2 separate regions of the Mus musculus genome follow, and region 1 is linked to region 2. A link is a contact called in public Hi-C data. All regions are on one chromosome and are shown on one strand. Each heading gives the region's core, a stretch centred on a gene start, on an enhancer-like site or on the middle of the called end of the contact. The rest is flanking DNA. Distances are from core to core; before and after follow the strand shown.

The links. Hi-C and Micro-C count contacts between places; a contact is called where the count stands out from the background.
Region 1: a contact with region 2 is called in a Hi-C map of liver, with 2.3 times the contacts expected there. The contact joins two enhancer-like sites. A contact is called at or near these places in 3 of 39 promoter capture datasets (the SN4741 cell line, embryonic stem cells and liver), 9 of 484 Hi-C or Micro-C datasets (the G1E-ER4 cell line, the HPC-7 cell line, bone marrow-derived macrophages and 2 more), 4 of 115 datasets of contacts at active chromatin or transcription factors (embryonic stem cells, kidney, large pre-B cells and 1 more) and 1 of 9 other capture datasets (embryonic stem cells).

What each region holds. Positions count from the first base shown.
Region 1 is chr10:95,437,654-95,443,454 of GRCm38.p6, reverse strand. No RefSeq gene overlaps it. Among named protein-coding and RNA genes, the nearest start is that of 5730420D15Rik, 23 kb to the right of the region's middle. Within about 2 kb of position 4,429, at least 22 of the 459 cell types and tissues checked have an H3K27ac peak or open chromatin away from gene starts, as enhancers often do. A contact at or near this core is called in liver, where this site is marked.
Region 2 is chr10:95,149,467-95,155,266 of GRCm38.p6, reverse strand. No RefSeq gene overlaps it. Among named protein-coding and RNA genes, the nearest start is that of Gm29684, 6.5 kb to the right of the region's middle. Within about 2 kb of position 2,481, at least 71 of the 459 cell types and tissues checked have an H3K27ac peak or open chromatin away from gene starts, as enhancers often do. A contact at or near this core is called in liver, where this site is marked.

The DNA of each region.
Region 1 (5,801 bases), core at 3,180-5,679, 290 kb before region 2:
CCTTACTGTGAGAATGTCCTGTGTCGCTGCAGGTTCAAGGAAAACTGGAGAAATAAACCCAGAGTAGACTCAACCCCGAAGGGGAACCCAGAATAGAGCTCTCCCTGCCGACCTGCAGATCTCAGCGGGGGAAAAGGTGATACCGTTGTGAGCCACTGAGCCATTTCTCACACAGCGTGCTCAAAATAGAAACCCGGTGGAGAAGGTATCCTTCCCAGGCAGAGGCTGAGAAATGAGAAGAGATGTTAGAAAAAGGCCAATTAATGCTAAGTATCGATGGTCGGTCCCCATGTTCAAATCCAGCCAACAGTTATTAAATAAGTTCACCACTAAGCTTCCTAATTAGAATCCAAACTGGAATCTAGTCTGCTGTGTCTCAAAGTCCTTTCCGCAATGGGCAGAGAACTTTGGAGCCTGCGTTTGTTAAGCTATGACTGTATGTTAGTGTCTGGGTAAAACACTGTCTTATGTTTTATTTCAAACAGTCCTTTCCATAATTCTGTGCTTTCATTTCCTAACAGTATCCCCACTTTTCGTCATAGGAACGGAAACCCAGAGTGGGTAAGTAACTGTCAGAAGCAGTAGAGGCTGATGACACCCCAGGCTCACACTGAAAAGCCACACCTTTTGGCCCAGTTTGTAAAATGCTTGCCCTACAAGCATAAGGGCCTGCTCTCATCAAAAGCCATGTGTGGGGTTGTATCTAAAATCCAATTGCCAGGGAGGCAGAGGCAGGGGGATCTCTGGAGCATTCTAGCTAACTCCTCTTGACAAAACAAAGTTCCAGACCCAGTGAGAGGCCCTGTCTTAAAAAAAAAAAAGCTGAACAGAGGAAGCAGATGTCTGATACTGACCTCTGACCTCACAGGCACACATAACTGTACAGGATATTACACACATGAAAGAAAGACGAGTATAGGATGAGAAGGAAGAGGAAGGCAGGCAAATGGGAGGGGCATAGCTTACCCCTGAACTTGACCACAGCGACTTCTGATCTTGGTCATCAGCTTAAAAATATCCATGTGACCCGGTGAGCTGGCTTGGCAGGAGGGACACTTGCTGCTGAGTCTGACAACCTGAGTGAGTTTGGTCTTTGGGATGCGTGTGGTGGAAAGAGAGAACCAACTCCTTCAAGTTGTCTTCTGACCTCCACATCCTTGTAAGTGTACATGCAAGCCTGTGAATTACATTATTATTACAATTCTGTGTATATTAATTAACACTGAAAATTAATACAGTGGCAATTATTCCTTAACCAGTTTCCCCCCCAAATAACCACACAAAAACCTTTTAATATTTCAAAGCTTTAGGCCTTAGCTGGGCAGACTCTTTTTTTTTTTTTTTTTTTTTTTTTGGTTTTTCAAGATAGAGTTTCTCTGTGTATCCTTGGCTGTCCTGGAACTCACTTTGTAGACCAGGCTGGCCTTGAACTCAGAAATCTGCCTACCTCTGCCTCCCAAGTGCTGAGACTAAAGGCGTGCACCCCCACTGCCCAGCTAGCTGGGCAGACTCTTAACTCGCTCATCTAAGTTAACCTGCCCATCTAGCCCCATCCAGTCAAGTGCCTAGCTATACCTTCCAGGCCCATAGTAACTTTTATCTTCTCTCATGTCTCCTGATGAAGAGGTTTTTCTCTTTCTTCTCTATCCCAGGAAGTCACACCATCCACTTCCTGCCCAGCTAATTGGCCATGAGATTTTTTTTTTATTATTATTAAAGTCAATCAAAGAATGCCTTACATAGGTGAGGAACAACAGAGACACAATTTTATACAGTGTATCTCCACAATGCCCCCATCCCACTCAAAATAAATAACTGAGCAAATGTTAAAACCACACACACACACACACACACACACACACACACACCACACATACACACACACACCCACCACACATACACACACACCACACACACACATACACACAAATGTTAAAACCACACACACACCACACCACACATACACACCACACACACACACCCACACACACACACACAATGGTAGCTAACCCCAGGATACTTTATTTAGTTATAAATATAATAAGTCATGTACTGTATAGTTTCTTTTTTTAAAAGTAATTTCCAGGGTTTTCCTTGGAGAAACAGTAGGCAAACCTGTATTTTAGTGAGATGCACCTGATATTTGGGTGATGTTAGGCATGGTAGTTACAGGCAGAAAGGACAGTCCCAAGCATTTACAACTGGAATGGACGTATTCCCAGCTGCTGAGGAAGATGCCTTGTCTCTGCCCTGTCAACCTGGCTCATGGGAATGAAGAACCGTTTTCCCCATGGACTCTAGTCAGTCACGTAGCCATCCTCTGAGAGTCTCCCCCACCCACCCCAAAAAAGACAGAAAAGAAAGAAGGACAGATTCTCAGATAGCTCAGGCTAGTCTTCAACAAGATATATAGCTGAGGATAACCTTGAATTGATATTCCTACTGCCTCCTCTTTCTAAATTCTGAGATTACAGACATGTGCCACTGTACCCTCTGAGTTGATCTTCTGACCTAGAATTTATGATGTAAGGGTACGAAAGGGAAACTCCCCATGGGAAACAGAGTAGTGCCCCAGAGTCCACACAGACATCTTTCCCCAATCACTGGAGCCTGAGAGTCACATGGCAAAGGGGCATAGAGCTGTCAATCAACTGACCTTAAAGCGAGGAGAATGTGGGCCAGGTGGTGGCAGCACATGCCTTTAATCCCAGCACTCAGGAGGCAGAAGATGAGTTTGAGGCTAGCCTGGTCTACAGAGTGAGGACAGCCAGGACTAGACAGAGAAATCCTGTGTCAAAAAAAAAAAAAAAAAAAAAAAAAAAAAGAAAAAAAAAGAAAAAAAAGTGCTACTTTAAGCTTAAGACAGCTTTGAAGGGAGGCTCTATAGCCAAGGAATTCGGGAAGCTTCTAAAAGCTAAAGAGGTAAAGGGAAGACACTCCACACTAGCACAGACCTGTTGACCTTTCAAGCTAGCCTAGTGAGGTCCTGTTTGGACTTCTGAGTTCCAGAACTGTAAGATTCCAAATCTGTGTTGTTTTGAGTCACTGATTGGTTGGAATTTATGATAGTGACCACTAACAAACTCCAACACTCCCTAAAAGAAAATGGTGGTGCTTTTTCCAGAAGGAAGGGGGTGCTGGGTGGGGAAATGCCAGAGTCTGTAAACTAGACTCTGGGCATCTTGTTAGGTATTTGCTGTGGGGAGAAGAAATCTGCGTTCAGTCTCATCTATAGTCCTGTGTATCGGGTCCTCAGGGCTCACTGTGCCCTTCAGCAAGAGCAGAAAAGCCTGCATGTACTGCCCAGCCCGGACACCTGCTTCCTTCCCTCACTGCTGTTCACCACCAACAAGTTACTCAATCTTCGTAGGCTTCGGGAAGATGATGATACTCATCAGATGGGTTTTATGAAGATTAAAGATGAATACATTAAAAAAAAAAAACTTGGCCGCACTGCTGGCACATAGGGTACACTTAAGCTACTAAGTAATTCTTGGGACATTAGGTAATATAGTATAATTCTGCCTTGGTGCCAGACTGCTTGGGTATGAAAGTTACCTTTGCCACTTGGAATGTCTGTGTGAGCAAGTGATTAATGATCTCTTAGGCCAGTTTCATTCTTATGCGAAACGCAAATGCTACGGGTATTACCTCATCGAGAGGTGAGGAGGAGTGGGGTCAGCATGTTTAACTCAGCAGCTACTGTTTGATGTATATGATCCATGCCATCCCCACCATCAGCTGTCCACCTTTGTCCAAGGTTGCCCTCCCTCCCTCCCTCTGGATGGTTGATACGTAAGCAAAGCATCCCAGGAGGGTGGCATCTCACAGGATCACCAAGACCTTCTCATGTGGGAGGAACCATGGTTGCCACACCGTAGGGGAGCAATATTATCTTTCTTCCAATCAGGAAGCAAGACACGGCAGTCCTCTGGCAAGCTGCGTACTTAGCACACGAGAAACGAGGGCAGTAGGAAATTCAGTGTCCAACGCACACCTCACTCTGTGGGACAGGGATCCCTACAGACTGCAGGGTCTTGCTTTCCTCTCCCCTGCAGTCTGCAGGAGTGTAGGGTTGACCTGTTGTTGTTTTCACACTTGATAACAAGGTGAGAGAACATTAGGTTAAGGAGCCTGGGGTTTTCCTGTTGAGAGTAATCCTTTCAGCAATACCAAGAACTCTCACTTGAGAGATAACAACAGGACCTATGACAGGCCATCTGTAAACAATCGTTTGATGGCGATAGCTGATTTAATCAGAACGTTCTGCTTCTCCCCCACGTGAACCCGCACAGAGAGCGCGCCAATCCAGCTGCAAGAAAATATTTGTTTAACTTTGCCACATTTATTTACTCGTTGGGACTGTTTAACTTGATTGGACGGAGCAGTTGGAAAGAGCGAAAATACCCCAGGCCTTCTATGTCTCTGATAACCTGGCGACATCTGCCTCTCAGCCTGTTTGTGTTGTGTTTCTCAAGTCCTTTGCCCTCATCCTCCTAGTCAGAGATTTGGCCTCTTTCTGCACCAGGCTTTGGGGACAGGAGGGTAGAATCTGTCCCTGCCTAGCCTTGCAAATGATTTTAAAATATGATGCTTACCCTACAAAGTCTATTGAGAGATGTGTCTGTGCAAGGCATTGTCTGTGAAGTGCTATGTATCATAGGAAAACATGGGTTAAGTCATAGGAAATCCCCAGTGTCATTAAGACCCACACTAGACGCACAAATACTTACAGGGCACATAGAAACTCCAGGAGGTCTGTAGCTAGGCTCTCAGGAAGGTTTTGAAGAGGTGTTATATTGAGGACAGGCTCCAGGGTGGGGGTGGGGTTTAAAGTCTGTGAGTGAGCTTTGGCAAGATGGCTCCGTAGGTAAAAGTGCTTCTGCTAAGACTGATGACTGAGTTGGATCCCGGAATCCATGTGGTGGAAGGAGAGCACTAACTTGTCCTCTGGCCCCCACATGGGCACCAGGGTACTTGAGTGTACAGCCCATGTCCCCTACAGAAAGAAAGTCAATGTAATTTAAAAAAAAAAAAAACTATTTAAGGTGAGAGCAGAGGAAGAGCTCAATGAAGAGGTGGCTGTAGCTGCAGCTGGTTTTTCTGAGTTGGGGAGGATTAAAAATATAGACAGCCCTTCAGCTCACATCAGCTGATTCAACCAACCGAAGCTTAAAAGCACTCAGAACCAAACTGCCCCTGCGCAGAACACATCACACACTTTTACAAATAATTGTTTTTAAAGGTTTTGTTTTTGTTTTTACAAGTATGTGTTAGGACCTAGGTAAACTATTAAGGCCTAAATGAAATAATAAGGCCTGGGTAAGTGTTAAGGCCTAGGTGACTGATACCTGAATAACCTGCCATTGTAAGGAAACTTTCCCACATGTTTCTGCTGTTACTAGGAAACTCTAATGCCAAGATGGTCTTCACACTCTGTTATGTACTGTGCTCTTGAAAACCAATCACGACAGAAGTCAGTAGAACTGTTTTGTATAGTTACCTACAAATAAGCTTGGACCCGACCAACCACCCAGGAGCCCTTCCTGCACCTATGTATAAGCTGCCCCTGGGAAGGACCCCAACATAAGAGAGACACCTGTACCAGAAGAAGAAACGTTTTGGAATAAGACTTCCATTTTGAGTAGTGGTCTAAGTTCCCAAGTTTAAGTTCCCAAGACCTCCCTGGGAACTGACATCCTATTTGGCAGAAAGAGATGTGTACATGGGTAACTGACATCCTGGTTGGCAAGTTCAGACATGAATGTTAGACAAGTTCCATCCTGACAGACAAGTTAGAA
Region 2 (5,800 bases), core at 1,232-3,731:
GGAACCCACTTGAGAGGTTGGCCATCATAGGTCTCTAGTGACAGGCAGAAGAAGTGAGTCGAAAGAGAAAGTACTGCTTTTAATGAATAGTGCATCCATCCAAGTCTTAATCATGGACTAACAGAAAACCACACATCTGTGACCCCAGCAACTCAGAGGCTGTTTAGAAGGACTGTAGGTTCAAGGAGAGACAACACAACAAATAGATGCAGAATTTCTTACTACTAGATCCCTAAATCTGGATCTTAGGTCACTGTACTCTTTAGAAGAGATACATTGTATCTAGAAGAGATGCATTGTATCTAGAAGAGAGATACGTTGTATCTAGAAGAGATATGATGTGTCTAGAAGAGACACATTGTGCCTAGAAGAGATACATAGTGTCTAGAAGAGATAACTTGGGGAAAGACAAAGTAAGGGGAAGTTCCCTCCCTAGGCCTTTGCCTGACAGATATAGATGCTGAAAGAAATGACTATTCTTACCAGCCAACTACACAGAACAAAGCACTGTTCTTAGGTAGGGCATCCCTGCCTGCTGACTACAAGACTCTGTCTCTGGCCAACCAGATCACCAACTTAATCTCCTTGTAATGGCGAGGAGGCAAGAATGAGTTCAAAACTCTTTTGTCCTGTCCAGAAACCGTTACCATCCTTGCTCTTCCTACAAGGAAACTGAGCTATGGAATAGTTACTGAAGTTGAGTGTAACCTGTTTCTAAAAAGCCATGAGGTAGCATGCTAGGCTTTGCTACCAGGCATGGTGGGCAGAACAGGCTAGAGATGTAATTACTGCTGCACTTGTGATGAGCTTCCAGATGTATCTTCTAGACATTTTTTCCATGCCATGGGCATTTGTGTTGTAAAGGAGCTTTGGGTCCACATTCAAAAAAAACAGAAGCCCAGGGAAATAGAAGCCCAAGTGACATGTGTCACTTGCCTGCTCTTTGCAGAGGTGAGAAAGCACTCTTTCCTAAGGTTAATGGCTGGAAATAGAATATAGGTGCTTCTTCCTTCCTTCCTTCCTTCCTTCCTTCCTTCCTTCCTTCCTTCCTCCCTTCCTTCTTTCTTTCTTTCTTTCTTTCTTTCTTTCTTTCTCTGTCTCTTTCTTCCTTTTAATCCCAGTTTGGTACTTTGTCCTTTGTGATATTAGCAAGGGCTCCCACGCATAGGCTTTCTTTAAGGTTGATTGGAATATTGTTCTTCAACTGTGTGAGAGGGGAGAGAGTGTGGTAGGAAGAGCCTTGAGCATAGAGCACTTCCTCAAGCTCAATCCAGCACCATCTCAAACGGGCTAGTGTGATTCAGGCATACACTCCTTGGCTGTGCCTTCTGGAAAATAGGTATATAACAACAGCTGCTGACTTCTCCACATGGTTCCAAAACGAAAAAGGAGATACTAGCTGTGAGTCATATATGTGGGATCAAGGTGTTAGGCAAGATAGGAAAGCAGTCTTTGGACACATAAATCTATAAGCAAGGTCGACACCAAGATGGCCAGGACCCTTGCCTCTTACCTTGGTCTCAAGAGTGTATTAGCTCTCTGCCCTTGGATATTTCATTCCCTCCTCTTCCTTCATGTGACTTTGCTTCCCCTTATTCCCAGTGGGGCTTGAGCCACTCTCTGTCATTACAAGGAGGAGTGCTCTTTTGAGAGCAGAAAGCTGACAACCCTAGTCATCGTACTAGGAGTTCCTGGAGCTTTACCTGTTGAATATGGACACTGAGGCTGCCTGGCAACTACAGCTCCCAGCGGAGATTTATCACAGAAAATGACCTCAGTCCAGAGAGCTTCCATGGGGACTGTCATATGCTATGGCATGGCGAGCAGCAGGTTTGGGAAGGACGTTAACATTATCCAGTGCTTTTCAGGCTCAAGGTGGGGAGTGAGGCACGAGCGAGGCTGCTATCTCTCTGACTTTGCAGAGAAGGCTAAAGCTCTGGAAGGTCAACTGGGTCGCTTAAGGCCACACAAGCTTAGGCATGGGTAAGTTAACATTTGAATCTGCATTCTTTGAGGGTTTCTGTCACTTCATACCAAGGGGTATCAAATATAGTCACTTCTATTTTGTAAAGGAGAGAAAATACACAGGGAGCCAGAATAATTACACTGTCTTAACCAGAGGCTGAGATCACAAAGGCCCTGTAGTTTTGCCTTCAGGCAAAAGTGGGGTCAAGCTGTTGATTTAAAATGAAAAAAATGAAATTCTTACATTTCTCTTGAGACGAGGTACAGAGGTGCTTTTTAAACAACATTTCCTCTTCAAACATGCCCGCAGGAAATGCCCGTGCCAGCCATGCAGGCCTATTAATGGTTAAAGGGCAAGGGTCACACTGAGATACAGTGGCCCTAAAATAAAGTTATGAAACCGTATCAGTCTGGCAAGGAGAAATGAAAGGAAACACAGAATGTTCTCAGATACATAGAAAGGGTTTTGTTTCACAACTTCTCTAAACAAATTCTAAACCTTGTGTACTTCTAGGAAGCCGGGCAGTTAGCGACTACCCTGCTGCTCGCAGCCAGTGCGTAGCATCGTCAGAGCATGACCTGACTTGTGAGCCTGCTGCTCCTGAGCAAACACGTGCTTTCCTGGTAGTGATTCTTAATGTTTCTGCTGGAAGGTTGATGGTGCTCTGAGCACTTTAGTTGGGAACATAGATTTTATTGAGTGCCTAGTCAGCTGTGACCAAGTTACAAAGGCTACACATAGAGTCACGTACCAGCTCTGATAGGGAAAAGCAGGCAAGCCATCTAAGAGTTATGGCTTCTCTGTTAGGGTGAGAACTACAATAAAAGTAGGCCAGGGTACCTGGGAGAGTTCAACAAAGGGTATCCAAGCCAGTGTTGGAAGTTCAGCAAAATGTTCCTGGCTCAAGTGTTATCTAAAGCAAGGCCCCAAAGATGGGGAGCTAGTGGGGTATGTCTTAGGGTTTTACTACTATGCACACCATGACCAAGGCAACTCTTATAAAGAACAACATTTAATTGGGGCTGGCTTACAGGCTTAGAAGTTCAGTCCATTATCATCAAGGTGGAACATGGCAGCATCCGGGCAGGCATGGTGTAGGAGGAGCTTAGAGTTCTACATCTTCATCTGGAGGCTGCTAGCAGAAGACTGACTTCCAGGCAGCTAGGATGAGGGTCTTAATGCCCATAACCACAGTGACACACACACTCCAACAAGGCTATACTTACTCCAACAGGGCCACACCTTCTAATAGTGCCACTCCCTGGGTGGAGCATATACAAACCATCACAGGGTGTTTTGCTTTCCTTTCCTGCAGAGAAGAGAATGTATGGGAAGGGCCAGAAGAGAATATGTATGTCTGGGAAGTTGAAAGGGATTCTGTGTGGCTAGTGGAGATGGTTGAATACTCAGGTAGAGACTTGTCTTATACACTGTGTTAGAGACTTAAGGATCATCAGAGATTTAAGAACGAGGATACGATGGTAACTTACATTTTAGAAAGATCATGATTCTGGGCATGTGTATCCCAGAAACCCTGCAGATTTGGAGCATGAGATACAGGATGGGAAGAAGAACAAAAGCATGAGGTGGTAGCTGTGGTTCATACTCTAGACGGTCATGGTCTAGTCCAGGTCATATTGCCAGACATGAGAAAGAAGAAAGCGGTCTAAGAGCTCCCTTAAGAAGTTTATCAGATCAACAAGACTCTGTGTTGGATTCAGTATGAGGGTTATATAGGGAAGTGGTCCAGGATGCACGCGGTACCCAGGTTTCTGGGATGTTGATGAGATCAGTATCTTAGTTACTGAGCACTGCAGAAGAAACAGATATTTTTGAGAAGTGTTAGGGAGTTGTATATTAGCTGTTCTCTTGTTACTGTAAAAGAAAAAAATTGCAATGAAAGGAACTTAAGGAAAAGTTCTAAGGAGTAGAGTTCATAATGGCAGAGAAGGCATGCCAGCTAGAGCAAGATGGTCACACTGTGTACACAGTAAAGAAGTAAGGGCTGGTTTCTGTTCCTTAGCTTGCTTCCTCTTTTGCAATCATCCAGCCCAGTGCTACTCACAGTCAAGTGACATCATTCTTGCCCAGCTAAACCTTTCTGGAAACACTCTCCGACACATAAGCACAGAGGTATGCTTATATGGCGATTCCAGCCAAGGTGGCATTGAAGCTTAACCATCACAAATCCAATTTGGCAAATGATGCTGGAAACATGTAGGGTGACCAGATGGAGTTCTTTTCATAAGATTGTATTGGCCATGGACCCAAACTTCTGGCCATTCATGTGTTGTGATATAAACCATGGCCCAATTATACTCATAGGTGCTACCAGAAATAATGTAGCAGTATGGGGAGAGGTCTGTTTAGAGATATCTAGATAGGAGGGTGACAGCCTTCTCCTGCTGATACAAGGAGTCAGCCCTATGGAAAGCAGAGGTCACTGGGACTTCAGACCTTGATCTATTTTTGCTTCTCAGCCAGAAAACTCTAAGAAAAATCTTAAATAAGATTCCAACTCAAGAAATCCCCAACTAAGTGATAGCTTGGCATTCTATTTTTCTACCTTATTATGATTATGGAAAGCAATACATTGCAGTTTTTAAAAAAACTGAAAATGAATGTTTAATGTGTATCTTATCCTGGACCAGCGATGAGAGGTATGATCCTCTGCTGATGCTATGCAGAGGCAACGACCCACAACTGCTAGTCAGGCAAACTGAGGGATGCCCCATGCTCCACACTAGTGGTTCTCCACCTGTGAGTCGTGGCCCCTTTGGGAAGTCAAATAACCCTTTCACAGGGGTTACCTAAGACCATTGGAAAATGCAGATATTTACGTTAGAACTCCGAACAGTAGCAAAATTACAGGTATGAAGTAGCAATGAAAATAATTTTATGTTTGGGGATCACCAGAACAGGAGGAACTGTGTTAAGAGGTCACGTCATTAGGCACCTCTGCTCTACAGTGAACTGTGTTGCTAAACTGTGACACTCCATAGGCCATGCTAGTAGGAATATGGAAGACATTGGTGCTAAGGGTATTTTGAACTGTGCATACCTGGCTCTAGAGGTTTCAGTGAAGAAGAATTTTAGTATGTGTCCTAAGAGTGTTCTTGTGGTATCTTGGTGAAGAAAGTGGCTTTGTTTTGCCTTTGTTTGAGGGGTCTACCTGAGACAAAGGTAAAGAGATTTATATTAATTGCATTGACAAAGGAAGTCTCAAAGAAGCCCAGCAGAGACTTTGCTCTTATTCTATGGTTTAGCCTCATGAAGAGCATTTTGATCAAGCATAGCAAGCTTCAAAAGGAAAAGTACAAAATGGAAAAGAACAAAATGTATGGTTCAAAGAATAAAGGGGCAGCAGGAAGTAGAATGGAGCTGAATCCTGCATTCAAGGAGATAAACAGATTAAGGGAGTGTCGACCTCTTGGCAAGGTTCCACACAGCTAAGCTTATTGTTTATGTGTTTGCAGTTGAACAAGGGCACTGCCTGATTATGGTTTTCATTTGGACTTTTAATCTGGAATGAACTACAATCCAGAAATGGAGGAGACAGGCTTTTGATCTGCACCTTGAGGGAATAGTGACCATGGAAAGCTTAGGGTACAGGCCTTGAATCCCAGGAGACAGAGGCAAGCAGATCTCTGAGTTCAAGATCAGTCTCTAAAGCAAGTTCCAAAATAGCCAAGCTTAGGTAGTAAAGGAGCTGGAAAACAGAAAGCTGGTGATAATGTAACAGAACAAGGGGGTCAGGTTCCATCCCCAGCAAACAACAGACCTTGGCAGCTTTGGCCATGTAGCTCTGGCTTTAGAGTCAAGAATAGAAAGGAC